Regions from separate parts of the Mus musculus genome. Here regions 1, 2, 3, 4, 5 and 6 are each linked to region 7. The links are chromatin contacts, called in public HiChIP or PLAC-seq and promoter capture Hi-C maps. All regions are on one chromosome and are shown on one strand. The core of a region is the stretch at or near the end of the contact, and the rest is flanking DNA. Distances in the headings are between cores, read along the strand shown. Region 1 overlaps Samd12 (sterile alpha motif domain containing 12). Region 2 overlaps Ext1 (exostosin glycosyltransferase 1). Region 3 holds the start of Utp23 (UTP23 small subunit processome component). Region 4 overlaps Ext1 (exostosin glycosyltransferase 1). Region 5 has its middle 54 kb from the start of Ext1. Region 6 overlaps Samd12 (sterile alpha motif domain containing 12). Region 7 holds the start of Med30 (mediator complex subunit 30).

Region 1 (3,473 bases), core at 378-2,877, 790 kb after region 7:
CTTCCCTTTCCCTCCTAAAGCTGAAAGAAGATACAGGGAAACCTCACAGATCATCAAAATTATTTCCAGGTTAGGACATACATAACCTGCTTGCAGATCTGTGAATAAAGACTCTTTATAATGTTGAAAAATGGTTTCAAGGGAACCCTATGCATTTGGGAAATAGTGAAATGTTTGTCAAGGGGACATAAGTATTTAAGGAGAGGATGCCAAAGTGTCACCCAGGTTGTGAGGTAGCTGCGAAGAGACTGGAATTGCACATGAGAGCCATTAGGTGTGGCTTTTCTTTCCCATTGGTGAGATGCTCTGGTTTTACTTAGGGATGGCGTTAAACGAAACACGCAGCGAGGAAAATATTACATTCAATCTATATTTTGGCAAGAAGTTTGTATCTGGAAGCGCACCTGGACCCTTTTCCACACCTTTTGCCTGGATAGCCCTTCCCTGACATTTTTTTTTTCTCTCCAAAAGAAGGTATAGCCTCCTTCCTGACTTTATGTTTGTCAAAATATATATTGTCATCAGAAAGTTCACACACCAAACATGCAAGTGCGTCTGAGTACACATGTGTGTATGTGGTTGACATCTGGTGCCTTCCGCTAACATTTGGCACCCTAGTTATTTAGGCAGAGTCTTTCACTGAATCGGGAACTTGCAGATTGAGTAAGAATGGCTGGCTTGGAAGTTCTGCAGATTTGCCTATTTTGACCCACCCCAGTGCTGGGGTTCTAGGTGTTTACGGGGCTGGCTGGCTTTTCACGTGGATCTGAGGCTCTGGATTCAGGTATTATGCCTGTATAAAAGACAGTTTACCCACTGAGCACCTCCCCATGCCTCCATGAGGTTTGTGCTCATAACTTTTTCCCCAGTTAAAATGTCTCTGTGAAAGCAAGTAGGTCTTATTTGCTGCTCTCTCTGTTGCACAAAAAAGTCTAATATAGCACTTAAGAAATATTTATTGAATGAAACAATAGATACAATGATATACAATATATTGTATATGGCGAATGCTTCTGTTTCCGTTTTAGGGGTTCAAAGGACAATGAAATAAACACAAAATCTAGTTATCATTGAAACATTAAAGATTTATAATTTTTTGTGGACAGCCATTTTTAGAATTTAAATTTTTTTTTTTTTTTTTTTTTTTTTTAGAAAGAATTGATTTTAATTCACGTTTTCTTACATAAGTATTTTCTGAAAGTTCACTGTTTGGCTGCTAAATTCCAAGTAGGTTTACAGTTTTGAATTTCATCCCATTTTCTGATAATCAGAGTTATTATCTAAGCAAGCTGTCATTTCTACCATCCCTTACAGGGAAATCTATTCAATTGTCTCAGATGTATAAGCCTCAAATTTAGGGTCAATAAGATGCCGTTCTGATTCCATTAAGAAATAGCATGTATATTATAAACTTTTAAAATAGACTTGATTGCTATAAATCTATTTTTTAAACATGTATCATCTTGTCAGTAGGATTGAAACACTTTGATAAAGAAGTGTAGCGTCTCATCGGGTAACTAAATGTGAGTCCTGGTACAGAAGGAAAGGTATCTAAGAGCTGTGTTCTCAGCTGTTAGGGTGTTTGAAAAGGGGCGGCGGAGGGGTGGGGAGCACAGGAACAAAGACATTCCTGACTGGTGATTAGTGTCAGGAGAGCTACCTGGGAAACAGGCAAATAAACATTAGGCTGCACAGCCCAACTGGGATTATCTTTACTCCACACAAGGTATTAAGTGTTGTTCTCAACTCCCTGTTCCCTCCCTCTCTCCCTCTCTCCCTCTCTCCCTCTCTCCCTCCTTCCCTCCTGTGTTCTGAAACAAACAAACAACAAACGGACTCCCAAAACAAACTGTATTGGGAAGACATTGCAAAGAAGTAGCAAATGTATAATTACAGGCAGGCATTCTTAGCCAAGACTGTGTACGTCATAATACAAGCTATCTCTTTAGGCCCCCACGAACGGGACAGCAACTGTACAAACCTCTCAGGGTTGGTGTGAAATTAAAAAAAGCCCATGGCATAACGTCAAACACTTTGTAATTCCTTAGGGCAAGTTGGTAGTTATGAATAGGCTGCATCCAACAACGCCTTCATTGCCTTAACTGATTCTGCCACAAATTACATACTGCAACAATATTTGTTTTATTAAATATCAGAGAAGAAAGCCCCACTGAGTAACAACATCCCATTTATAAGCAAATCCTGGTGAAGGCTGGGGAAGCCAGCAGCCATGGAGCCTTCATATCATTAAAGCAATTATTCCCTGCATTTTAAAGCTCCACGGTACCCAGTTCAATTTACTAAATAATAAGAATTAAAGACAACCCCAATAGTAGCACTTGCCTTATCCGTGGAAGAATGGCACTCAACACTGAAATTCTCTAGTTAAATTACCAAGTATAAGTCCTGTTTAGGAAGGGCAATTCAGAAACAGTTGATTACTGGATCTAAGATTATAGGTGTTCTGGTGAACTGTTGAAACTGATGAAATAAATATGAAATAGTGGATTATTACAAACACGATTATGAGAAAAACCTTGCCTGGGCTGATAAGTATTCTGCACCACGATAAAGAAGGATTGTTGAAAGCAATTTTGACTTGTGCCAATGCAAAGCAGTATACAAGACAGCCATCTTTAGTAAGACGTTTGATAGAAAAGAAGAGTCTCATCACAGAATTAGACTTGGCTCTTAAGATGGAAAGGGATACTTTGGGAGACTGCAACCTTCCTCCAGGCTTCATTTGGGTGGCAAATAAAAAAAAAAAACAAACCAGAAATCTGTAGACCCACTAAGAAAGTCAGGCAAGAAGATGCTGGAGCACAGTCAGGAATTTGCATTGTCCTTTTGTTCAGCTGCTGAGGAACCAAGCATGCAAAAGAAAGGAGCACTGAGTTTGATGCTGCCACCTTTGAGCTATGGATTTCCTGTCAGTTGCTTAACTTCCCTAAGCCTACTGCTGTGAAGTGCCTCTTAAAGCCTCCGGTATCAGCTGGTGGTACTATTTAAAATTAATTAACATGATTGGATTATTGGGATTAATCCACCAAAGGACTCACAGCTAGTTGGGCTATTAGGTGGTGGGACCTGGCTGAAGGATCTCTGGAAATGGTACCTATGAAGTGTTTTCTTGTCTCTAGATATTCTGCTCTGTCTTTGTTTTTTCTCTGCTTGTCTTTCTTCCTCCCTCACTCCGTCCTCTTTTCCAACATACTACTTCTCTCCAAGCAGCCATGTCCTTTTATCAGGATGCTTCTGACTTGCCACAGGCATAAAAGCAATGATAGTAGTTTGCCACATACTAGAGCTTCTAACAGCTGAGCCCAAATAAAATTTCCCTCCTTTAGCTTTTCCCTTAACTCAGATTCCTTCCACATCTCTCTCTCTCTGTCTCTCTGTCTCTGTCTCTCTCTCTCTCTAATGCTTTTTCTACTGTTTTTTTTAAGGGTGGGGGACCATGGCAGCCTGTAGAT
Region 2 (3,654 bases), core at 220-2,719, 600 kb after region 7:
GTAACCAGAAATGCTTTCCTCAGTGTTCACCCTGAACGACGCCTCCCTGACAAGATCTCACCTGTGCTCCCATTCTGTGCTTTCAATGGCCCTTCCTGTACCTAAGGCTAGTGGCTTACCTCACCCAGTAGGGTTTTTCCACTGTACCCTTATATGAAGGTAAACACAAGCCCTACAAGAACCTATGGTCAGAATAACACAGGAGGTGCCTACAGAATTTGTTTCTCAACTTGCAAAATGTTTGTAACGTTTCTCTGTAAAAACACATACATACACATATACTTGGCCTTTCCAAAACAAACAAACAGGACTTCCACACATGTCTGCTTCTGCTACCCAATTTAAAACATTTCCGTTTCACCAAGAAGACAGTGAAGTGAAGCGCTAGCTTAGAAGCTACAATGACAAGACAGGAGACGGGTTAGGCCTAGTCCACCCTTCTGAGTCGGGAAGAGAGAGCAGGAGGGACGGCTGTCAGTGAAAACTGCACCAAGGAGAAAGAGGACTTGGTTCAACAAAACAAAGCATAGCATCGTGCCGGCTGTCCAAGCATGACCACCTCAATTTGTAGGCCCAGCACCTACTTATTAAAACCTCCTGTAATCCCAGAGCTAGAGAGGAGAAAAGAGCAGAATATCAACAACCAACTGGGCAGAATCCGTTGACTCCAGGTTCAACTGGAGTTGTTGACTCTCAAGCAGTACAGTCAACAGCAATTTCAGAGGCCCAGTTTTGACCAAGGGCTTCCACGTTAGCACATGCACTTGTGCACGGGAACATGTGCGGTCATAAGTAATGCACAAGCGAAATAAATAAAATTGGATCAGACTGAAGAATTTCAGAAAAAAATGGCTTAAAAACTGTATAATGTATGGCTAACGTTTATTAAGCAATTACTATATCCAAGAGCGGTATCAAACATGAGTCTTTCCATGTTTAATCTTTGAAAGACTTCTGAGGTGGGCAAGCCCAGGCATGTATGATTCTTTGGCAGCAGACAAGGTTCTAAGCTGGACCCTTTCTTCTCCGCTAACCCTTGAGCTCTCCTCCTTGAGCCCCCTCTCCCAGCCTCACCTTTTCCCACACAAGGGTAGACAAAGCACACAGGAATAAAAAGAAATTCAGAATGGGGGTTGGGCACTGAGAGAAGGTCTCAGCATGAGAGGGAGAAATTCCTTAAATAAAAGCTAGGATGAGGGACTCGGGGGAAGAAGGTTGGGGCGTAATCTACCAATAGCGAAAGTGCGTCTCTCTACGATAATCACAAAAGTTCAGGGGTTGCTCCAGACACGGTAAATCTTTGAGCGTCTTCAAAAGTCATTTTCTGTCGCAGACATTCGCCCTCTTCCCTGTTACAAAGAGAAAGGAGGCAGCGACCCATGAAGTGTCAGGAATGCATCCGAGGGAGCCCCAGCTAAGTCTCGGGGAGGCCTTTGTGCTGCTGTGAAGTTCAAAGGAATTGAGCGGCTGAGGAGTTGGAGGCAGAGCACAACTGGGAGGAGCACTCAGCGACCGAGAGAGGCTGAGCCCGGTGCCAGACCTCGCAGCGGACCTCAAAGCGTGCACTGCACCCACCCACCCACCGTCCAGCTGCTGGGGAGTCCTGGGAGAGCGGGAGGAGGGGGCATGAGCAGGGGTGGGGGTAGGGGGCAGGCGAGATTCCCTCCAGACTCCTTCGGAACTCAGTAAGCCCAGCGTTGTTCAGGGATCCCTCCAGAGGGTGAGGGGCCAAGATATTTACATTGCTCCAAAAGGAAGGGGGAGGGGGACCCACGGCTGCGAGGCTGGGAAAGAAAGCAAAAGAAAACAAACTGTCCTGGCCATTAAATATTCATGACAGCAGCCTTGCTAAGTTCTAATGGAAAGAAAGCACATAAATCCCTTTATAACTGTGTTAAATGGAAGGAAAAAAAAATGGCCGAGGGTCACAGCACAGGGCCAACTGGAAATGGATGAAACTGTAGCTCCAGAGGACCTCGAGCTCAAGAAGGCTGGCTGCCGGGGTTCTAATAAGTATTTAGTAGGTGTGGACGCTGGTGCCATTCATTCCTCCCTTCCACAATAAACCACAGCTCAAAGGGTGGGTTTTCAATTACCCTACACTCCTTGAGGGGCATTTCGTCTCTCGAAAGCACATTCCCTCAACTGGAGGGTCCTGGGTCTGTGTGGCGGAGGTTGCCGTTTTGAATCTTGCTGTACTTGGTTTAAGTCTTGAAACCATCCTGATGAAGAAAATGAAGATCCAATAATCTAATCAACGACAGATTTCCCAGTGATGCGCAAGGGAATCTTCAGCATGCAGGCTGGGGGGCTGCAGAGACCAGGCTAAGCCCAGTGAAGGAAGGATAAATAAAGGAAGCTAGCCCTAACTCATTCCAGGCCTCCTACCTTCAGAATGTGTGCAATATCCGCTACTCACACGCCAGCCTTCCGAAAGGCTGGTGGACCGTCCTAAAGAAGCAACAGGAAGGACAGGCCATGTAGCCCCGTACACTAAACCGTGTTACTAAGAACTCAGATTGCTCCTTACTTATAGGGAACAAGTAAGCTTTTGAAAGCCGAGTTGATACTTGCACAGCAGGCGGCAAATGTTCTACCTTTCTTGGTGGTTTTGGGTTTTATTAATGTAGTTTTACATCGTTTATGGGGAGGAGAGAACAAGAACACACGGTTATGCTTCAGACTGCGGCTTAGATTTATCCGTTCCCCGCTAGCATGGCTCAGGGCAGACACACATAACCCTGAAATAAACATGACACAATCCCAAAAGGTCCTTGAAGGAAAGTCAGAAGCCCTTAACACAGAGCTCCGCGACCTCAAAGGCCACAAAACCCAAACTGGGCTACTTTAGAAGTAAACACGGGGCCTGCAGGGTAGAGCGCTTGTTGTACAGGCATGAGGACCAACTCTCCAGCACCCGCGGAAAAGCAGGCGGTGGTGACGGGTCCGATGGGGGGGGGGGGGCGGCAGGATGGGGAGACTAGCAAGCGGAAGTACATAATTTCAGGACTCACAGAAAGCTGGTTCTTGCCTAAGTGGAGGGTTTCAGGTTCAGTAAAGACCTTGTCTCCAAACACTAAGAAGGATGACAGAGGAGGACACTCAGTGTGGACCTCTGGCCTCCTCGTGCACATGCAGAGGTGGCATGGGAACAAGCCCTGGTGCCCACATACTGTGCATATACTACACACATGCAGTAAATAAACAAATTATTAAAAAATGCAAAGTTTCATCGTCAGTGTTTCAGGAGCTAAATCTTACAGTCTCCATTGGATTCATCCTGCAGAAGGAATAGAATACGATCTAGTGTGATATGTGACCATCATCCATTGCAATCAATCAAGCTTAGTTATCTAGTGGGATGTGTGACATCATCCACTGCAACCAAGCTTGGTTTCCATTCTGGGGTACAGGTATCACTGGCTGCTTTGGTTCAAGTGCATCTCCCTCCTTACCTAAATACCTTACCTCCTTTACCTAAATACCTCCCTATTTACCTAATGGATTGGGGTGGGGGGAGTTTAGTGGTGGTGGTGGTGCTGTGTGTGTGTGTGTCACACGTCATGGTGGGCAACTTGATGGAGGACAACTTGCAATCGTTAGCTCTCTCTCCTTCTACCATGAGTCAAGGGAATCGAAGGCCAATCACCAGGC
Region 3 (3,639 bases), core at 878-3,377, 840 kb before region 7:
AAGAAAGTCTTTTTTTTTTGTTTTTTGTTTTTAAAGCTTTTAATTGTTTTACGAGGTTGGGATGATATTTCTTTGTCATGAGAGTCCATTCAGGGCAGAGAGTGTGCATACAGGGATAAAGGAAGGATTAAAGTAGAAAATACTGACAATTATGCTTAAGGACTATGAAACCAGCCCTTCTACAGCATCTCATGATTTCAAACCCCTAATTTTATTTTCCATTAAATGAAAGCAGCCATCTCATGGTAGTACTGGGTTTCAGGTCAGGACTGACTTTATAGAGTACCTTAGTTCAATTCCATAAACCTATAAATTGAAATAAAGGGCCAAATGCAAGCAATACATTTCAATCACATTATAAGTCATTAAAAAAAAAAAGTTCCTTCAATCTTTGGCCAAATTGGCCAAGACTAGATCTGGGACAGATTCCAGCCAGAGACAAAAATGCAAACTCCATACTCTCCAGTCTTTGATTCTTTTACCTTAGAGTGGATACCCTACACAGTTAATCAAATTTGAAAACTCCTTATTCATTGTCTTCATTTAACTAAATTGGTTAAGTAACTTCGAAAGTATTTAAATTAGGGGTGTGTGTGTGTGTGTGTGTGTGTGTGTGTGTGTGTCTTTCAATTTTAACCCAGTATGTATTTTTCCTATGTTAGAAACTCCGGACAGAAAAACGTCTATGAAATTGAGATCAGGCCTCCAACTCAACAAACTTTCGGGAAATGAAACTCTTGGAAATTCTCCTAAAACACTGAGGCACTCAGGCTTGGCTTTGGGATGAGAAGATACAAATAATGGCTCTGTAACTGGCCCAGCAGAACTTGAAGATATTCTTTCGTGTCCCTCAAATTGAAACAACTGACCCTAAGAAATGGCAATTTCATGCTGGAAGAAGGAAAAGACGCAGAGCCTGACACCAAGAGGGAATTTAATTTGTCTTCTGGGAAAGAGATTTCCCAGTCTTAATGCCTTCTTAGAACACCTTCCAGGGTAGGACCAAAGTCTTAAAAAATGATGGACAGTGCCACATATTAACCAAGGTTGGTTAGAATTCAGCATTTCTCAACCTGTGGGTCCTGAGCCCTTGAGGTTCAAAAGACTCTTTCACAGGGTCTCCTAATACCATCAGAAAACGCAGATATTGGCATTATGAATCATAGCAGCAACAATGTTACAGTTATGAAGTAGCAATGAAATTGATTTTATGATTGACACACACCACACTTGAGGAAATATATTAAAGGGCTATATTAGGCAGGTTGAGAACCAATGAGTTAGATATTCATGTCCCTGGCTACCTATGTACACTTTAATTTCACTTCAGGACCTCAGAGATTGACTGTCATAATGACTGGCACCTCCGTTTGGCCACACTATGGAAATCCTTTTTTTAAATATTAATTTGGCTGTTTAGTTTATTTGTTTTCCAAGAGAAGATCTCAATGTGTAACTCTGGCTGCTTTGGAACTCACTATGAAGATCAGGCTGTCCTGGAACTCAGAAACCTTCTTGCCTCTGCCTCCTGGGATTAAAGATGTGTACGCCACCACAACCAGCAAATTTATGTCAATTGGGTTCTCCAGGATGAGTTAGAGACTGTGCTGTCAATTTGGGTAACACCTTTTTACCATAGAATCAGTTCATTCGTAAGGTGTTGTAAAATACCCGTGAACATCAAGGAGTCAGTGTGAGCTCCAGACGCTTAGGAACCACGTGCCCTTTGCTTCCTTGAAGACCAGCAAAACCTCCCAAGTTAAGGTCGTCCAACCTTGGCTCATTTTCTTCACTTGGAAACTAAAAACATTCTTGGGAATGATACATAGTGAATGGCAAGTTACAAAGTGCCTGGGTCAATGGTACCATAATTAGTTATTTTCATATTACTAGTCTTTTAGAGACTTCCTAAGTGTCAGGCAAAGAGCTACACAAAGCAAGGACTATTAGTCCAGCTCGCGAGTGTGCATGTGCCAACCTGCGCCAATTTGCGCACTCCGAGGCTCCTCTGCACAGAAAGCTCCGCCCCCTAAAGCTCGCGCTAGGAAGTGGGAGTGGTCGTTCCTTTGCGAACTACAGAATCCGAGAGGCGGGCTGTGGAAATAAGGGAGTGTACTTCCGGGTCGAAGGGGCTTCGTTCCGGGAAATACAAATTTCTAGGAGTGCGGAAGTGAGGCTGGTGCCGGTGAGTCCGGTGGCTTAAACAGGCATGAAGATCACCAGGCAGAAACACGCCAAGAAGCATCTCGGCTTTTTCCGCAACAATTTCGGAGTCCGCGAGCCCTACCAGATCCTTCTGGATGGCACTTTCTGCCAGGCGGCGCTGCGGGGTCGCATCCAGCTGCGGGACCAGCTGCCCCGCTACCTTATGGGAGAGACCCAGCTGTGCACCACGAGGTGGGTCTGCGGGGCGGGGTCGCGGGTGTGGCCCAGAGTTCTCCACGGTGCCAACCAAGTCGGTTACCTTGGGCCGCGACTGACCGAAAAGTCAGGCAGATGGTACTGTGCCTTGTGAATATTCAGTTATTTCTGAGAAAAATCAGAACAGGTAACATGTGGACCTGACTTGGACTTCTGGTTCCAATTAAAACCAGCTGTGTGGTCTCAGGCAAGAAATGGTGTAGCTGTAGAGAGCATAACTTCTTCAAAGTTGATATAAAGTCACGTGAGGTATCATTTACATTGGACATTTCTCAACATCCAAAAGCTAACACCCATTCTGTGGCGGTTGTTACTTATAACCCAAAGGTTTTCAAGCCTTCCAACTGCCAGTGAGGTTTTATCTTCAATTCCTAGGAAAAGAAGTCAAGGCTGGAGATATTAAAAACTTTACCCAAGGCCATTTTTAAAGTACCAACCAAATGGCAATCACTGCTCCAGACCCTGAGGACACCTTAGTGGGCAAGACGAAGGCCTAGCCTTAGCCTTCATGGGCTGTAAAGTCAACTCCTGATGGCTGTTTTTCACTCCACATCTGTGCCTCCTCACTTCATGTAAGAGAGCACACCTAGGGTAGCACACCCGGGAGCAGGAGTGTGTGAGAGGGGTGGGCGTGGGGGGTGCGGGTGGGGGTTATTTTAAAAGGTCTCATAGAATCGATGTTCGACCCCCTCTGAGGCTTGTTTAGAACTGAGGAGGAAATGTCTGTTTTCAATGATAGAAATAGTAATGTTATTGTTTTAGAGAACTTTTGAACAAATAGAATTGGTTGATGCCTGAACCATATTTAATTTTGGGACTTGAAGATATATATTATATCTAATATTATGGGACATGAAAATAGGGAAAAGGTAAACTGAAGCTAGACCATGAATAAGAATTTTAGTAGTTTTTGTGGAATATTTATTTAAGTAAATAAATTGAGTTCAACTACAGCTTACAAATAGCCAGTTAAGGTGTTCTTTATACATTTGTCCGAGTCAAGCCGTGACGTGTGCTGTTCATGTTCTACTTTGCAGTAAACAGCCTTCCACATTTAGAATTTCTTAAGTAATGCTCTTTCCGAGTTGCAGATAACCTCAAAGTTTTAATCTCAGGCTGGAAAGATGGCTCAGTTGTTAAGCATGCTTCCTGCCCTTCCAGAGGACCTGAGATGGTTCCTAGCATCACTGTCAGGGGTCTCACAACTGCTTGTAACTC
Region 4 (3,315 bases), core at 308-2,807, 560 kb after region 7:
TTGAACAGTTGGTTCTTTCCTTCCACTGAAGGTTGTGGGTATGGAACCCAGCTTTTGCCTCCATGAGCCTTCAGCTCCATCTCTCCACCCCAGAGTTATTAACTTACCACAAAGACTCTGCTGATCAGTGCTATCAAGAACTAGTCCAGGACACTGCATCCAGGGCAAGGGGCTTGAGACACACTTGCCTGAGTAACAACAGCTCAGGAGACTAGAGGGTTGAGGCAGAAGGGAGAACAAACAGGGCTAGAGGAAGCTTGAAAGGAGGCCTGGCCATTGGAGGAGACATCAGGAGACCTCTTCCTCTAAGCACAGGAGGGAGATGCTAGAGACTGGGTGTTTAAAGAGCAGAGTAAAAGTGGAGGTTTATGAGTGTATACCATATCTTCTTGTCAGTGTGTTTGTGTGTTTCCACAGATGGATGTGAGCTGGTACTATATATGCATGGAGCTGCCTCCGTCCAAATACAAAAAAGGACTTCTAACAGGGTTTGCTTCTGAGAAAAGAAACTGAGATCTAGAAGCTGTGTAATTAAAGCAAGAGGAGAAACCTCCTGTTACTGTGCCTGGCACACAGAGAAGGGAGAGGAGGTGGCTACTCTCTGAAAGGCCTGAAGCAGGATGCGCTAGAGGCCAGCCAGGGATACACAGTGAGTCCCGCGCTGACCTAGACTATAGCATAGACTCTGTCTCAAAAACAGAAAAGGGAGCAGGGGGGAGGGGAGAAAGAGAGGAGAAAGAGGGGAGAAAGAGGGAAATGAAAGGTGGATGGATAGTGGCAATGTTTATAATCCCATGAGAGGTGGAGGCAGGGGGATCAGGAGTTCACACTCACCCTAACCTTCCTACACTGAGAGTTTAGAGGCCGGCCTGCACTGGGTAAGACTGACATATAGGAGGAGAGAGGGAGAGAGGAAAGATACTCAGCATTGAGAGGGAGCATTCCTTCCTGTGTGAAGGGACTAGAACTATTCCTGGCCCCTGGCTGATTTCTGTGGCTTCCCCAAGAGTAGAGTTTCAAAGTCCAGGGGCAGATTTCTACGTAGCAATGGCAGCCAGAGATCTACAGAACAGGCATTCCAGCCAAAGAATGTTGGCTTGTGGGGGAAAAACAGAAGCAGAACAAACCACACCAGGTTTAAGATAAGAAGGGAGCCTGATACCGTCTAGTGCCACCCCACCCACATCTGCCTTAAATGGCTGCTCAAAGGAGAGCTGAGCAACTTCCTCCCAGGTGCCACTCTCCTTTGCTTAGCTCTGGTTTTGTCGATTTGTTTTGCTTTGCTTTTGTTTCTCTTTCGAGTTGATAGTGTTGTTTTCTGACAAGGTATCATGTAGCCCAGGCTATCCTCAAACTGACCTCAGACTCCTGATCTCCCTCCCAAGGTCTGGGATTACTGGAGTGAATCACTGTACCAGGCCTCGGTAATGCTGCTTACAAAAGCTTTTATCCTGTGGTGGAGAAAAGGCTCAAACAAGCAAAATACAAGGCACAGGACTATAAAAGAGGAGTGAAGAGACCGTTTTGCCAGGTCAGCAAGTCACAGAGAGGTAAATGATGGGACTGTGAACCTCACACAAAGCAGTTTTGGGCACAGAGGTGAGGAAATGTGGTGAAGGAGTATTTTTTTTAAATAACTCTTTGATAATTTTTTTTTGCAAAAATACCACTTCAATCAAAGTTCTGACAATTATGAAACATGCCAGCTGATAGCAAGAATCCATCAAATGTGCCAGAAGTGACAAGAAACGAGAACCTAGATCCTCAAATTGGATGGCCTTCAAGAGTCCCTGACAATCACTGTCATAAATCATGGAGGCCCGACACTGTCAGGATGGGGGTGGGGTGAGGGGAGGCAGTCATTGTCACAAGTTACAGAAGCTAAGCCCAGCAATGCTGCAGTTACAATAAGCATTGCCAGCCACCACTGTTACTACAGGGTAAATGTAGATGGTACCAGTTGTGAGGCTAGGTAGAGAGGTACCAGGACCACTGTCAAGATCTTTGATCTTAGGAACCTCACAGTTACTGCTAAGATAATTCTCCTGACCTGCCCCCCAAATAATTCATATTTCCCTGTCCAGAGGCTCAATACTGGCAGTGAGCAAAACTGTAAGAGAAAGCAGCATATCCAAGTCACTGGCTTAATTAGCAGTCCAAGATAAAAACAAGCCTTTGAAATTATTTTTTATTTACACACAGTTACTAGTATGCTATTTATGTCTGACTGTAAAACAATATAACAACCTCTAAGCTTTCTTGCTTTCAACTTATCTCTGTTTTTCTTTGAAATCAAGCAAATAAAATAAACTCGCCTCGGTTGCAGGTGTTTAGCAGACCAATTAAACTTTTGACACATCCCCTTGAGACAGGAATCAATATATCATCATCATAACTTTAGTTGGACATGTGACCCATGCTAAGCCACAGGGGGAGAGGTGCATTGAAGATTAGTCGTTAGCGAACTGTCATCTGACTGGCAGCTCTGTCATGGGCATTGTTACAGTTAGAACATTTCATTTCGTTCTTCTGGTTCCTTCATCTTTCCAAAAAATAACAGGTTGGGCACTAGGGTTAGCATCTACAGACAATATAGTAAGTCACGGATTCTTGATATTGTATGGACACTGTCCAGCACGTACAACAACCCATTAGTACACTTCTGAATAGGATCTTTTCCAATGAACCCTACATGGTTCACTCTGGAACACAGACAACATGCTTCTTGGTGACCACATCACTTGAGGTAATAACCTATCACAGAGCCGCAAGGACCTGGGCTTCCAGAAAGGTACTTGGGCCCAAAGGGGGAGGCAAAGTGACTTCCTGGTGGTAAGGTTTGAGGAAAGAAGCTGTAAATAGTACTTAGAACTAATATTCGGGGGGGTGGGGGCATAAAGTGTGAGTCGTGATATCAACTTACAAACCCAGATTGCTTAGGTTTGAACGGTCTTCAGTGGACAGAGCCATATTAGGGAGACAGCTCATTTAATGTGCTGGACGACTTCCTAAGACCATGCAAAAGTGGAAGATGCTTGGGTTTCAAGAATGGAAAAGTCAAGTCTCTCCCAGAGGCAGGCGCAGAGGCAGGCTTAATGTCCATCTTCTGAGCGTTTGCTACTGCCTGGGCAGTCTGTCTGTCTGTCTGTCTGTCTGTCTGTCTCTCTGTTTGTCTGACGGTCTCCCTCCAGCTATCTCTTTCCATCTCTACTCTGAGCATTCACTTACACAAATGTGAACTGGAAGAGCAGACTCCTATTGCCCCGTGGGTTTCTACTGAGTTGAAGCTTTCTCAGGTGTACTGGCCACTGAGCT
Region 5 (3,372 bases), core at 624-3,123, 690 kb after region 7:
TCATTTTCCTTTAGCTGCCTTAAAGACTATTCTCAATATTCCCAATTTTAACATAATTTGGGAGAATATTTCTCAGTGTAGACATTTTATGTTCCATGTATTTCAAGGTTATTGAGCTTCTTGGATGTGCAAGTTTATATATTTTAACAAAATTGGAAAAGATGTAGTTATTACTTAAAAAAATTAATGATTTGTTAGTTTTTATTTTGTTTTGTTTTGTTTTGGTTTTTAGACACAATGTCCCTATTTGTCCCTGAGCTTCCTTTGCATGCCAGTCAGCTCTTGAACTCACAGATCTGCCTGAATCTGTCTCCTGAGTGTTGGTAAAGGCATGTGTCATTGTGCCTGGCTCTAACCCTTTCAATTATTATCATATTTTTTAAAAAAGATTTTTAGAGTATGAGGCTATCCACCAGAACACAGGCACCTAACAGAAACCTGTAGAGAAAAATTACTCCTCTTCCCACAGCAGTCATTAACCGCGAATGGCCAGCCCCTCGTCTATAGGTAGATATTCATAAGCCTCTCACCTATCCATGCTGCCACGTTGATTAGTTTGCTTTTATGCAGGCAACCACATTCCTGTGATTTCATGAGTGCAAATGCCATTTCAGATCTGTCAGGCAGCGTTTCTCCTCATCACCCTTCTGCTTGGCCACTCTTTCGGCTTCCTCTGTGTTTCCGGAGCTTTGGGTGGTGGACGAGGGCTGCAAGAGGGAACTAATATGAAAGTTCCATTTAGTTCAGATGATATGACTGCCATGTTATTGCTAACACTTTGACCAGTTATGGGTCTGTTTATTAACTATTGAACACTGTAAAAAGACACTTCTCTGACCTTCACTGAGAGTACCACTATTCTATGAGTATAAACATAGTTAAAAGGCAATTGGACAGTATGACCATTTGGCAAAAACAAACAAACAAATAACCCCCCAAACAATAATATGCTCCCCACATAGTGTTCATGACCTTCTGAGTAATTATGCTTACAAAACTAGATGAGAATTCCCTATTTTGATGAGGCTTCAAATGCAATCAAAACTGTTGGCTAACTCCACAACTGCTGTGCCATTACTGTATCAGAGCACACATATGTCGTCCTTGGTTAATATTCTAGCATTTAGGTTCCCTTGCTGGGAAGATTACCAATGCCTTTTCTCCGACAACTACCTGCACAGCTCCTCCTATTAGAATGGATGATGGCTAACAAGAAGGAAGTTTCTGAGTCATTCTGAGATTGATTTTTTTTAAATCTCCTGTAACCACCGTGAGTGGTGTTTTCAACATTGGAGTCTTACCACTTACTTATGGTAGGCAACCAAGAACAATATCCACTAATTGTCTTTAAACTAATATAGTGGCACATTTATTATTTGGCTTATAAGAATAAAAATTTGGCTCTCAAATCATGACATAAAGAATAGGCAAATAACTGAAAACTATTAGCGGAAAGTGGATAGAAACCAGGCATGCTTAGCCGTCAGCAATTACTCTATGCTTGGGGCTAGAAAGGGGGCACAAATCAAGCAGGAAGTGAAGAGGCATTGCTGGCTCACCACCGAAGTCATCTAGAGAAACTGCTTAAATCCCAAAGGCTGTCTCTTCAGCACGTACCTCAAAGCAATCCTTCCTTTCTTATGATTTTTTCTTTCCTCTTCCTCTTTTAGTCGATAATATTCTGACACTAGTTTTGTTTAAACACATTTAGCTTGCATGTTTTCCAGCCGTTTAACAAATAAAACTGCCCCAAATCAACGCCAAGCAAAAGCCATTTCTATTTTTAGTTTCTTTGCTGCTGTAGGCTGACTTCACATGGGAAGCAGTTATGACTTTCCTAACAGGCTCAAGACCCACCCCCAGCCAAAGCTTCAGCAGAGCTTCATTTCTCATGTTGACTGTTGTGGCTTTTTTTTTTTTTTTTTTTTTCTACAAGCGTTCTTGTACACTTCTTGCAGAATTTCATTTCCCCTTTTTTGTCTCAAAGTTTTCATTATAAAAGTCTCCTGTGATGTAATTTAGTGCGGTATGAGTCTTGTTTTCTCTTAACAATCCTTTTGGTGTTGTTACTGTCTTCACTGACGATACAAGGTAACTGCTCCCTCCCCTCCCCTGGTTTCTAGGTGATACTGCTATTGCTTTTCCTCCTCCTCCTCCTCCTCCTCCTCCTCCTCCTCCTCCTCCTCCTCCTCCTCCTCCTCCTCCTCCTCCTCCTCTCTCTCTGTGGCATAACCAGAATCGAGATCAGACAGCTCTGGGTAACACATACAAGGTTACACGCACTAGGACACCAGCCCTCCCTTTGGAGTTTACAAACATATGGATATTTGACTAAGTATTTGTCCCTCACCTACATGATTCTCTGGTCCTTTAGAAATTATTTCTGGTCTATTTGTGCACCATTTTGATTAATTTCTATAGTGATATCTTTATGTTTCCTAATTTTTCTTCTCAATTATTTAACCTGCTTATATTCCTATCAAGGAATATATTTTCATTTCCAATACTTTAATTTCCCCTTATATTATTTCTATTTCTCTATCTTACATATATATGTATGTATGTATATATATATATATATATAATAGTAAAATGTCATCTACCTATCTATCAGTTTATTATCACCCACACATCATCTTCCACATAGCTAATATTCTTGCTTAATTTCTCCTTAAAAATATGACATTTGGGCTGGTGAGATGGCTCAGTGGGTAAGAGCACCCGATTGCTCTTCCGAAGGTCCAGAGTGCAAATCCCAGCAACCACATGGTGGCTCACAACCATCTGTAACGAGATCTGACGCCCTCTTCTGGTGTGTCTGAAGACAGCTACAGTGTACTTACATGTAATAAATAAATCTTTAAAAAAATATGACATTTACTTACATGACTAGTTTAAAGCCCTGGGTTCAATCCATGACTTTTCCACTCATGCCATAAGACCATTGTCACACTAAACAAGGGACTTACAATCAAATTCTGTTTCTTGCACTGTTTCTCCTCACATATACCCTGTGTTTTCTCTATGACTGAGGCATTTAGCCACAAAATATGGGAGTTGCATTGTATTGGGATTCTCATTTGTGTTCTGTAGAGTCTTGAAAGTACATGAAAGTATCTCAGTCAATTAGGAAAACCACTTATTTCCCATATGAGCCTTTGTTTTAGGAGAAATTTCAGTGGCTCTATATACATTTAAAAATAAGTACAAATAAACATCCTTGGATAGAATATGAATTGCTATATAAAAAAATGAGTGGACTCTAGGACTAGAACATCGGGTTTGGAATATTTGTCCAATTATTGATTGATAGTATGAGATCAGGCAATCTTCTTCACAGACATGTAATGTCATGTACGTTATAAAATGAGA
Region 6 (3,209 bases), core at 234-2,733, 970 kb after region 7:
ATGCAGAGCAGTGGAGCATAGCAGAACACATGCCTTCAGCAAAAAAAATATCTGTAAATCAACACACACTGCACTGTGGTGTGGCTGTAAGAACATGTACCCTCACAAGTCAGGAGACAGCCCTGTCAAAGGAAGGGCTTGTTCCAATGAATACTGATCAGCTGCTAAAAACAGAACAGAGATTGAGAAAACATCTTATAACTGATAAATGTATTGCTCCCATAACATCAACAGCTTGAATTCAATGAAAACTGTATTGGTTAAATTAAGTCCTCTACATAAAGATGTCAAATGTTACAACTTCACTATTACAGTGAAGAATAGCTTTGGAATGTGCCTAAACTGAAGAACAGGAGACACCATCTTTGGAATGACTTTACAGAATTGTTATGTCTGAAATCATAAATCTCTAATGGAACATCAGATCTTGTTTGTTTGGGGTTGGATTTTACAGTGGCAGGCCATCCTGATTCAAGGCATCTTGAACCATTTCTGTAATTTGCCTCTAACAGAAGCAATATAACTGAAAGGAATGCTCCTAGTCCCCTCCCCTATTTATAAAAAGAAATGGGGTGCTGCTGAAAGTTAGAATTTATCACACTTCATTCAGGTTATTATTGATAGCAAGGTAATGGTCTTCCTGGTTTCTTTTGCTTTGGATCCCATGTCTCATTTCTGGATTGTAATATTACATTTCTGAGGTTTACCTAAAATATGACAACATTTAAAATTTATAAGGACATGCAAATTAGATCTATAAGAACTCGACTTTTAAATGAGTTATGCCATGCTATCAGTTGTGAGCACATACCTTCCAAGAATATGGAGACTGATAACATGTCCACCAGATGTGTTTCACCTTGAGGTTCGTTCCATTTATAGAATATGTCCTTGCCACTTAGAAATGTACCTCCATGATCTTTCAGTCCAAGTTTTAAGTAAGTTTTTCCTTGAGCTAGTTTTACATTTCCTTGATTTCTTCTTTATAAATTATGTTTTTGATATATAAAACTACACTTTTTTGTCTTTTCATGTGAAACAACATATGTTTTCAAGATGAAGTTCTAAACAGTCTATTCTATTTAATTATGAAAACCTAGGCAACATATGGGAGTCACAGGGGAGGAAGGGCGACAGAAAGAAATAATTCAGTCTTACAAAACCAGTGAAATTAGACATAGAAAAGGCTTATTAGGTCATCTATCAAAGAAAGCTCAGATTGAATATGCCAGAGAGGTCGGGTCACCCGAGGTACCTCTAATCTTCTCATAGAGGAAGTAAAAGCGAACAGTTAAGGAGCAGAACCCTTAATCAAAGGCAAGTCCTCATAGATCAAAATATCAGAGAGAAATATGTAAGACACCAAGGCAAGGCAAATAGAGAAACCGCACTGACACATCAAGGAGACAGAAGCATAGATGAATGTTTCCTAGCTCAATAGGCCAGTCATGTATAATAACCACACTGGCAAAATGCCCAGGGATCAAGGGCACTCTGACAGTCAAACAAGCCAGAGGGTCAAAGGCCATGGAGTGTCACGATGTGTGTAAAACCTGGCCCTTTTATCTATGGAATGTCACAGATCCCTTAGCAATCTCTGGTCCTGATTTTCATCCAGTAAAAAGCAACATGTAGAAGCAGATGTTGAGTGTATACTGGGAAGGACATAGGAGGTAAGAGTCTCTGTGCTGATAAAGGACAGAGCAGTGTGGCTGGTGTTTGCCAAGGTAATCAGAGCAGAACTACCCAGCAACACTGTCTTCACATGGTACCCAATGACCTGTAATGACAAAATCCTTGGATAAAGCAAAGTCTTGTTGATCTCTTATTGCTTTTCTTCACTAAAGATATTGATAATAATATCAATATCTTACTAGCATCTTAAACAGAGACAACTGCAGGGTTACACGATTAGATGGGGAACAATGTTCTAGTGAATAGTATCTAAAACCGTACCACAATCCCTGTCAAGCATCCACCTCCAGGTCCTGCTCTGTGAACTGGGGACTGAGCTTTGCTCATGATTGATCACATCTGTCCACAGTAACACTGAAGCCAGCAGCTGCCTGTGTCAGGATCCCAGCAGCTAACCAAGAGTCTGCCCCAAGAATTCAAGAGTACTTGCCAATTTTAGCCAGGTCACTGTTGCAACTGAACTAATAAAAGACAAAAGGAAGGGCAGAGGGGAAGCCATCCTAATATATTGAGCAAACCAGGGTACAACTCTCAATGGAAATAGGGAACAGTGTCTTCAATCCTTCTAAAATCCTGTGAATAAGTTTTGCATGTATAAAATAATTAATAGAATTTTTTTTAAAGCTGAAGAATAGGAGTTTAGCAGTAAAATGCTTCAGAATTAATGGGCGAACATTGAAGACTACATACATTAAGTTGTCTTCTCCCAAGTTTTTATATGTTAAAAAAATAACAAAAAGAAAGAATACTAGTAGTTTTTATTTAATAATGTTATAAAAAAGTGAGGAATAAATAAGAAGTTTTATATCTGTATACACTTAGAACCTGCCATTCAGGAAGGCCCTAGGAAGAGTGGCTACCATCAAACTAAAAACAAATGAAAATTACCAAGGAAGAAATTTCTTAAAATGAATTGTGAATATTAAGACAAAATGAAGTGATAGGGTAAATTGTAATGATTGGGACTCTCAGGCCTACCTTGACTTAATATGATGAAGGACATCAGAAAAGTGAGAGGAATTAGGGAATCCTGGGGTGGTAGAAACAACCTATATTCTCAGAGAAGAACCATAAACTTGCTCTTCAGCCATGTGTTTCTTAATGACAGCACTGTTTCCTTGTTATTCTAACATAGGCAATACACTTAAGTTTTATGAAATTAAGTCTCAAGATGATGCTGTTTGAGTTTTAATATTATCATGCTCATTATTCTGTGACTTTCTTAGATCAATGTTCTGCTGGTTTTTTTTTTTTCCTAATTTGCAAGGTCCTTAGCCTCAGAAATAAAACTTACATATTTCTTTTGTCCCATATGCCCATTTCCATCGAGTATGGCAATTATTTACACATTAGGCCAGTCGGTATGGTAGAAAGTTCAGATTTTATGAGGCAATTCCAATTTCAGAGCATCTCAACTGTTAGCCTGAAGTTACAGGTACCAGAGATTTAACCCACTTTTCTCAGTTACTATTTGAAATTTTGATATTTAAAACTGTCAACAGTGCTGAGCACAT
Region 7 (3,322 bases), core at 638-3,137:
ACCACAGCCACTTTCCCCAAAATTTTTACCTCCCAATCCTCTGAAGCTGTGAATATGTATTACATGACAAGGAGGCTGGAGATTAAAGTAGTAAATAGAACTGAAGTTGCAGGACATCTAACCTTAAAATCAGAAGGTAGCCTGAATTATTTGGGTCATTTTAACACAAACATAAGATCCTTGACTGGAGAAGGGAGAAGCAGAAAAAAAGCAGAGGTAGCACTCACTGTAAGAGAACCTTGAGGGGGAAATGGTTTTGATCTATTTTTTTCCATTCTCATAAATGTTGGTCAAAGACTAATTCCTCTTTTTGTAGCAATGTATGGTGACCTCAAATATGGTAGAAATCCATTTTGAGCTAATAAGGAACTGTAAGACCCAGAATGCATGTAGCCCTTAGAAACTGGAAAAGACAAGATATTGGAAAGTCCCTGGTAGTTTAGAAAAGAACACAGCCATGCCACCACCTTGAAGTTGGTTTGGGTGTCTGAGCTCTAAAAATGTTAGTTTGGGGTAATGCTTTATCAAGGCATTAGGAAAACAACAGAATGAACTGCTTCTTTGAAATTTGATTTTTCTTCCCTCTCTTTGGATATGGCAGAAGCTCCACCATTTATTCAGGTCACAAGTAGGTGCTCTCTTTATTCCTTCTTCTCCAGATGCACCCATCTATAACAACATCAGGTTCTGTAGATTTTCGCTAACAAGTCGCCCACTGAGTCCTTCACTAATTCAGATCATCTGCATCAATAACTTCAAGAGGAGGGAAGCAGCACTCACCATTCACCAGCCTCTCTCCACTGAACAGCCAGTTAAATCTGTCCTGAAGATTTCACGTTTAGATCTGTCTCCTTGAAACACTTCTATGATGTGCTTTGTCGCTCAGTCAGAGTGTCCTTACATGGTTTTAGATCCTCCATTGTTTACCTGTCTTCTATCATATTTCCCAATACTCACCATAATAAAAGCATTCCCTCAAGTGTTGGTGATGGCTTCTGGGTCTCCAAAGCTACAATTTGGGTGTAATTAGTGCTCCATTTTCATCTATTTTTAAGACCCAGATTTACTCCCTTCATCTTGTACAAGGTCCACTAAAGAGCACCCTGACGTCAGGACCTTGGGCTCTCATCCTAACACAGTCATCACAGTAATTAATGTTTATTCTCTATGAGGGCAGCTTCTACTGAACTTTTTACTATGCTATTTCTATCCTGGGCACAGCATAGTTAGGAATAGTTAGCACAGTCAAGTTAGGAGTAACTGTAATATATTGCTATATTTACATTACCATTAATGTCTTACTGTGTCTAATTTACATATTAATATTTTGTAGACATGTATGGGAAATGCAGAGAAGTATCTGGGGCTGCAATTTCAGATGTACATTGGGGAGGGATTATTACTGGAGTTTCACAATCAGAAAGTAGTGCATGTCTACAGGTGTATTACTTAGAGGAACTTGGAAAATACTCAAACAGGGAACAAAAGCAATCCTGGTGGTGGGTTTCTTGTTACCCAGAAGCGTACAAGAACAGAAATCATGTTTTCTGACTTTGAACAGAAGATTGCCAGTGCAACAACTAGTTCAAGCCCTCTGAACCTGCATCCTATCTGTAATTAGACATGTCTCATAGGTTTGTTATGAGAAAGAATGCTCTGCAAGAACCCAACAGAAGCAGAGAACCAGCCAGACACACAACTTAGGGCACAGACAGAACTCTGGGAAAGCCCACCCCATCTATCACTGGTACCGCCCCCTGGGCAGAACTCTACTTCTGATTGGGTAATTTCCTGTCTGTCTTACCGTTCCCAACTGCGGAGCCCAATCGCGTCAGGCTCCGCGAGGCGCCAGTCTTCCGGTACAGCGCTTGCATCGCGGCGGGCGGAAGTGGCGCCGCTTTTTTGAAATCGGCCGAGTGGGCTCGCGCCGGACCCGAGCCGCCGGGGGTGCCATGTCCACCCCTCCGCTGGCGCCCACGGGCATGGCGTCCGGGCCCTTCGGCGGCCCGCAGGCTCAGCAGGCCGCGCGCGAGGTCAACACGGCCACGCTGTGCCGCATCGGGCAGGAGACCGTGCAGGACATCGTGTACCGCACCATGGAGATCTTCCAGCTGCTCAGGAACATGCAGGTGGGCGCCTGGGGTGACAGAGCTGGTGAAAGCGGGCCTCCGCGGGCGACCTCAGGGTGGCCGGGTCGCCTCTACACCCCAGGTCCTCAGCGTGTATCCCCTTGCCCTGAGAGGCCGCAGGTGTGGAGGTCCCACCTCCTCCTTACCCCATACCTGGAAGACCTCAGGCTGGCCATCCTGCTTTACACCCTTGGTTCCCAGTATGTGTCTGTCTCACGCCCTGGAAAACCCTCAGGCATGGACACACCCCCTTATACCCAAAGTCCCCACCGTGCATCTATCTCTTGCTCAGGGTTACGACGGGTGGACACCCCGTTATGCCAATGTCCCCAGCATGAGTCTGCCATCTGACATGAGCGATTCCAGACATGGTCACCCCTATTTTCCCCAGAACTGTTACCCAGCATGCGTCTCTCCCCCACCCCAGGCGACTCCTATACTAGCTATGCTCATTACCGCTAGAAGTGTCACAAGCATATCTGTCCCCCAACCCCATCGTGCTTTTCAAAGTTCAAATGGATCACGCTGTACTTGCTTTTTAAAATTACTTTAAAAATTTTAGAGCAAAATTTCTCCTGAAGGAGATGCCCCGAAGCTGAAGAATTCAGACAATAGTGTAACCCCTTTCTAGACTTAACTAGACTACAGTAAGCTGTGCAAATGTAAAGTTATGGCATATGTTTAGGAATATACTTGTGACCTTATCATAGTTGCAAGAGTGAAAACAAGTGTTATCCAAGAAGTTTCCTTGCATCCCGTGGCATGTTTGCCTCCATCCCCAGGGAGCCAGTGTTAGTGTTTTTCCAGTTGTATGTGATAAGAATCACATAGCATGTGAGCTCTATTGGTCCAGGTTCTTTCAGCATATACTTATGTTATTTTTTTCTCTTGCTAATTTGTTGAGTGACTACGTGGCAGCCTTTGCATTCGTTCATCTGTATGAACGAATTTGTAAATAATGACAAAAATTTTTTAATGGATTTTTTTGTATGGGAATGTGTTTCAGTTGATTTCAGAGTGGAATAGCTGAATTATGTATGTATGTGTGTGTGTGTGTGTGTGTGTAATTTTTTTAATGTGTCTGATCTATTTGAATCTCCATCTCTGAGGGTCCTTGTTTACCTCTGCTTTATCGTCATTTGTTACTGTTGTCTCTCTTTACTTTCCCAGGTACTTAAGTCGGCCACTCATTT

The links. Promoter capture Hi-C pulls out the DNA fragments that hold promoters and counts their contacts. HiChIP or PLAC-seq counts read pairs in DNA pulled down with a chosen protein or histone mark.
Region 1: an H3K27ac HiChIP or PLAC-seq map of epiblast stem cells shows a contact between it and region 7, with 4 times the contacts expected there. The contact joins the enhancer-like site here to the promoter of Med30 in region 7. A contact is called at or near these places in 5 of 39 promoter capture datasets (embryonic stem cells, hippocampal neurons, liver and 1 more) and 4 of 115 datasets of contacts at active chromatin or transcription factors (bone marrow-derived macrophages, embryonic stem cells, epiblast stem cells and 1 more).
Region 2: a contact with region 7 is called in an H3K4me3 HiChIP or PLAC-seq map of forebrain, with 4 times the contacts expected there. The contact joins the enhancer-like site here to the promoter of Med30 in region 7. A contact is called at or near these places in 3 of 39 promoter capture datasets (hippocampal neurons, liver and maxillary cranial neural crest), 1 of 15 datasets of contacts at CTCF or cohesin (the NIH/3T3 cell line), 5 of 115 datasets of contacts at active chromatin or transcription factors (bone marrow-derived macrophages, embryonic limb bud, forebrain and 2 more) and 1 of 9 other capture datasets (adipose tissue).
Region 3: a promoter capture Hi-C map of pre-B cells shows a contact between it and region 7, with 4 times the contacts expected there. The contact joins the promoter of Utp23 here to the promoter of Med30 in region 7. A contact is called at or near these places in 1 of 39 promoter capture datasets (pre-B cells), 2 of 484 Hi-C or Micro-C datasets (CD4 T cells and regulatory T cells), 1 of 115 datasets of contacts at active chromatin or transcription factors (astrocytes) and 1 of 9 other capture datasets (liver).
Region 4: a contact with region 7 is called in an H3K27ac HiChIP or PLAC-seq map of extraembryonic endoderm stem cells. The contact joins the enhancer-like site here to the promoter of Med30 in region 7. A contact is called at or near these places in 3 of 39 promoter capture datasets (the 3T3-L1 cell line, liver and pre-B cells), 3 of 115 datasets of contacts at active chromatin or transcription factors (extraembryonic endoderm stem cells, memory CD8 T cells and trophoblast stem cells) and 1 of 9 other capture datasets (liver).
Region 5: a contact with region 7 is called in a promoter capture Hi-C map of liver, with 5 times the contacts expected there. The contact joins the enhancer-like site here to the promoter of Med30 in region 7. A contact is called at or near these places in 9 of 39 promoter capture datasets (the C10 cell line, embryonic stem cells, hippocampal neurons and 3 more), 4 of 115 datasets of contacts at active chromatin or transcription factors (bone marrow-derived macrophages, embryonic basal ganglia, large pre-B cells and 1 more) and 1 of 9 other capture datasets (liver).
Region 6: a contact with region 7 is called in an H3K27ac HiChIP or PLAC-seq map of a colorectal cancer cell line, with 13 times the contacts expected there. The contact joins the enhancer-like site here to the promoter of Med30 in region 7. A contact is called at or near these places in 15 of 39 promoter capture datasets (the 3T3-L1 cell line, the C10 cell line, HPC-7-derived erythroid cells and 9 more), 3 of 15 datasets of contacts at CTCF or cohesin (the NIH/3T3 cell line, large pre-B cells and pro-B cells), 3 of 484 Hi-C or Micro-C datasets (bone marrow-derived macrophages, brown adipocytes and myocytes), 11 of 115 datasets of contacts at active chromatin or transcription factors (astrocytes, bone marrow-derived macrophages, cardiomyocytes and 8 more) and 3 of 9 other capture datasets (adipose tissue, liver and macrophages).

The regions. Positions count from the first base shown.
Region 1 is chr15:53,500,919-53,504,391 of GRCm38.p6, forward strand. All of the region lies in intron 4 of Samd12 (sterile alpha motif domain containing 12), which reads right to left. Among named protein-coding and RNA genes, the nearest start is that of Gm23200, 110 kb to the right of the region's middle. Within about 2 kb of position 1,628, at least 17 of the 459 cell types and tissues checked have an H3K27ac peak or open chromatin away from gene starts, as enhancers often do. A contact at or near this core is called in epiblast stem cells, where this site is marked.
Region 2 is chr15:53,309,687-53,313,340 of GRCm38.p6, forward strand. The region is part of intron 1 of Ext1 (exostosin glycosyltransferase 1); the gene reads right to left. Among named protein-coding and RNA genes, the nearest start is that of Ext1, 35 kb to the right of the region's middle. Within about 2 kb of position 1,470, at least 183 of the 459 cell types and tissues checked have an H3K27ac peak or open chromatin away from gene starts, as enhancers often do. A contact at or near this core is called in adipose tissue, embryonic limb bud, forebrain and 2 more, where this site is marked.
Region 3 is chr15:51,875,314-51,878,952 of GRCm38.p6, forward strand. Utp23 (UTP23 small subunit processome component) reads left to right here and starts at 2,128. Exons shown (of 3, transcript NM_030132.5): 1 at 2,128-2,397. The coding sequence starts at 2,210.
Region 4 is chr15:53,265,979-53,269,293 of GRCm38.p6, forward strand. All of the region lies in intron 1 of Ext1 (exostosin glycosyltransferase 1), which reads right to left. Among named protein-coding and RNA genes, the nearest start is that of Ext1, 79 kb to the right of the region's middle. Within about 2 kb of position 1,558, at least 95 of the 459 cell types and tissues checked have an H3K27ac peak or open chromatin away from gene starts, as enhancers often do. A contact at or near this core is called in extraembryonic endoderm stem cells, memory CD8 T cells, pre-B cells and 1 more, where this site is marked.
Region 5 is chr15:53,398,603-53,401,974 of GRCm38.p6, forward strand. It overlaps a transcript of Samd12 not described here. Among named protein-coding and RNA genes, the nearest start is that of Ext1, 54 kb to the left of the region's middle. Within about 2 kb of position 1,874, at least 80 of the 459 cell types and tissues checked have an H3K27ac peak or open chromatin away from gene starts, as enhancers often do. A contact at or near this core is called in bone marrow-derived macrophages, where this site is marked.
Region 6 is chr15:53,678,793-53,682,001 of GRCm38.p6, forward strand. The region is part of intron 3 of Samd12 (sterile alpha motif domain containing 12); the gene reads right to left. Among named protein-coding and RNA genes, the nearest start is that of Mir28c, 66 kb to the left of the region's middle. Within about 2 kb of position 1,484, at least 12 of the 459 cell types and tissues checked have an H3K27ac peak or open chromatin away from gene starts, as enhancers often do. A contact at or near this core is called in a colorectal cancer cell line, liver and second pharyngeal arch cranial neural crest, where this site is marked.
Region 7 is chr15:52,710,558-52,713,879 of GRCm38.p6, forward strand. Med30 (mediator complex subunit 30) reads left to right here and starts at 1,888. Exons shown (of 4, transcript NM_027212.2): 1 at 1,888-2,129. The coding sequence starts at 1,953.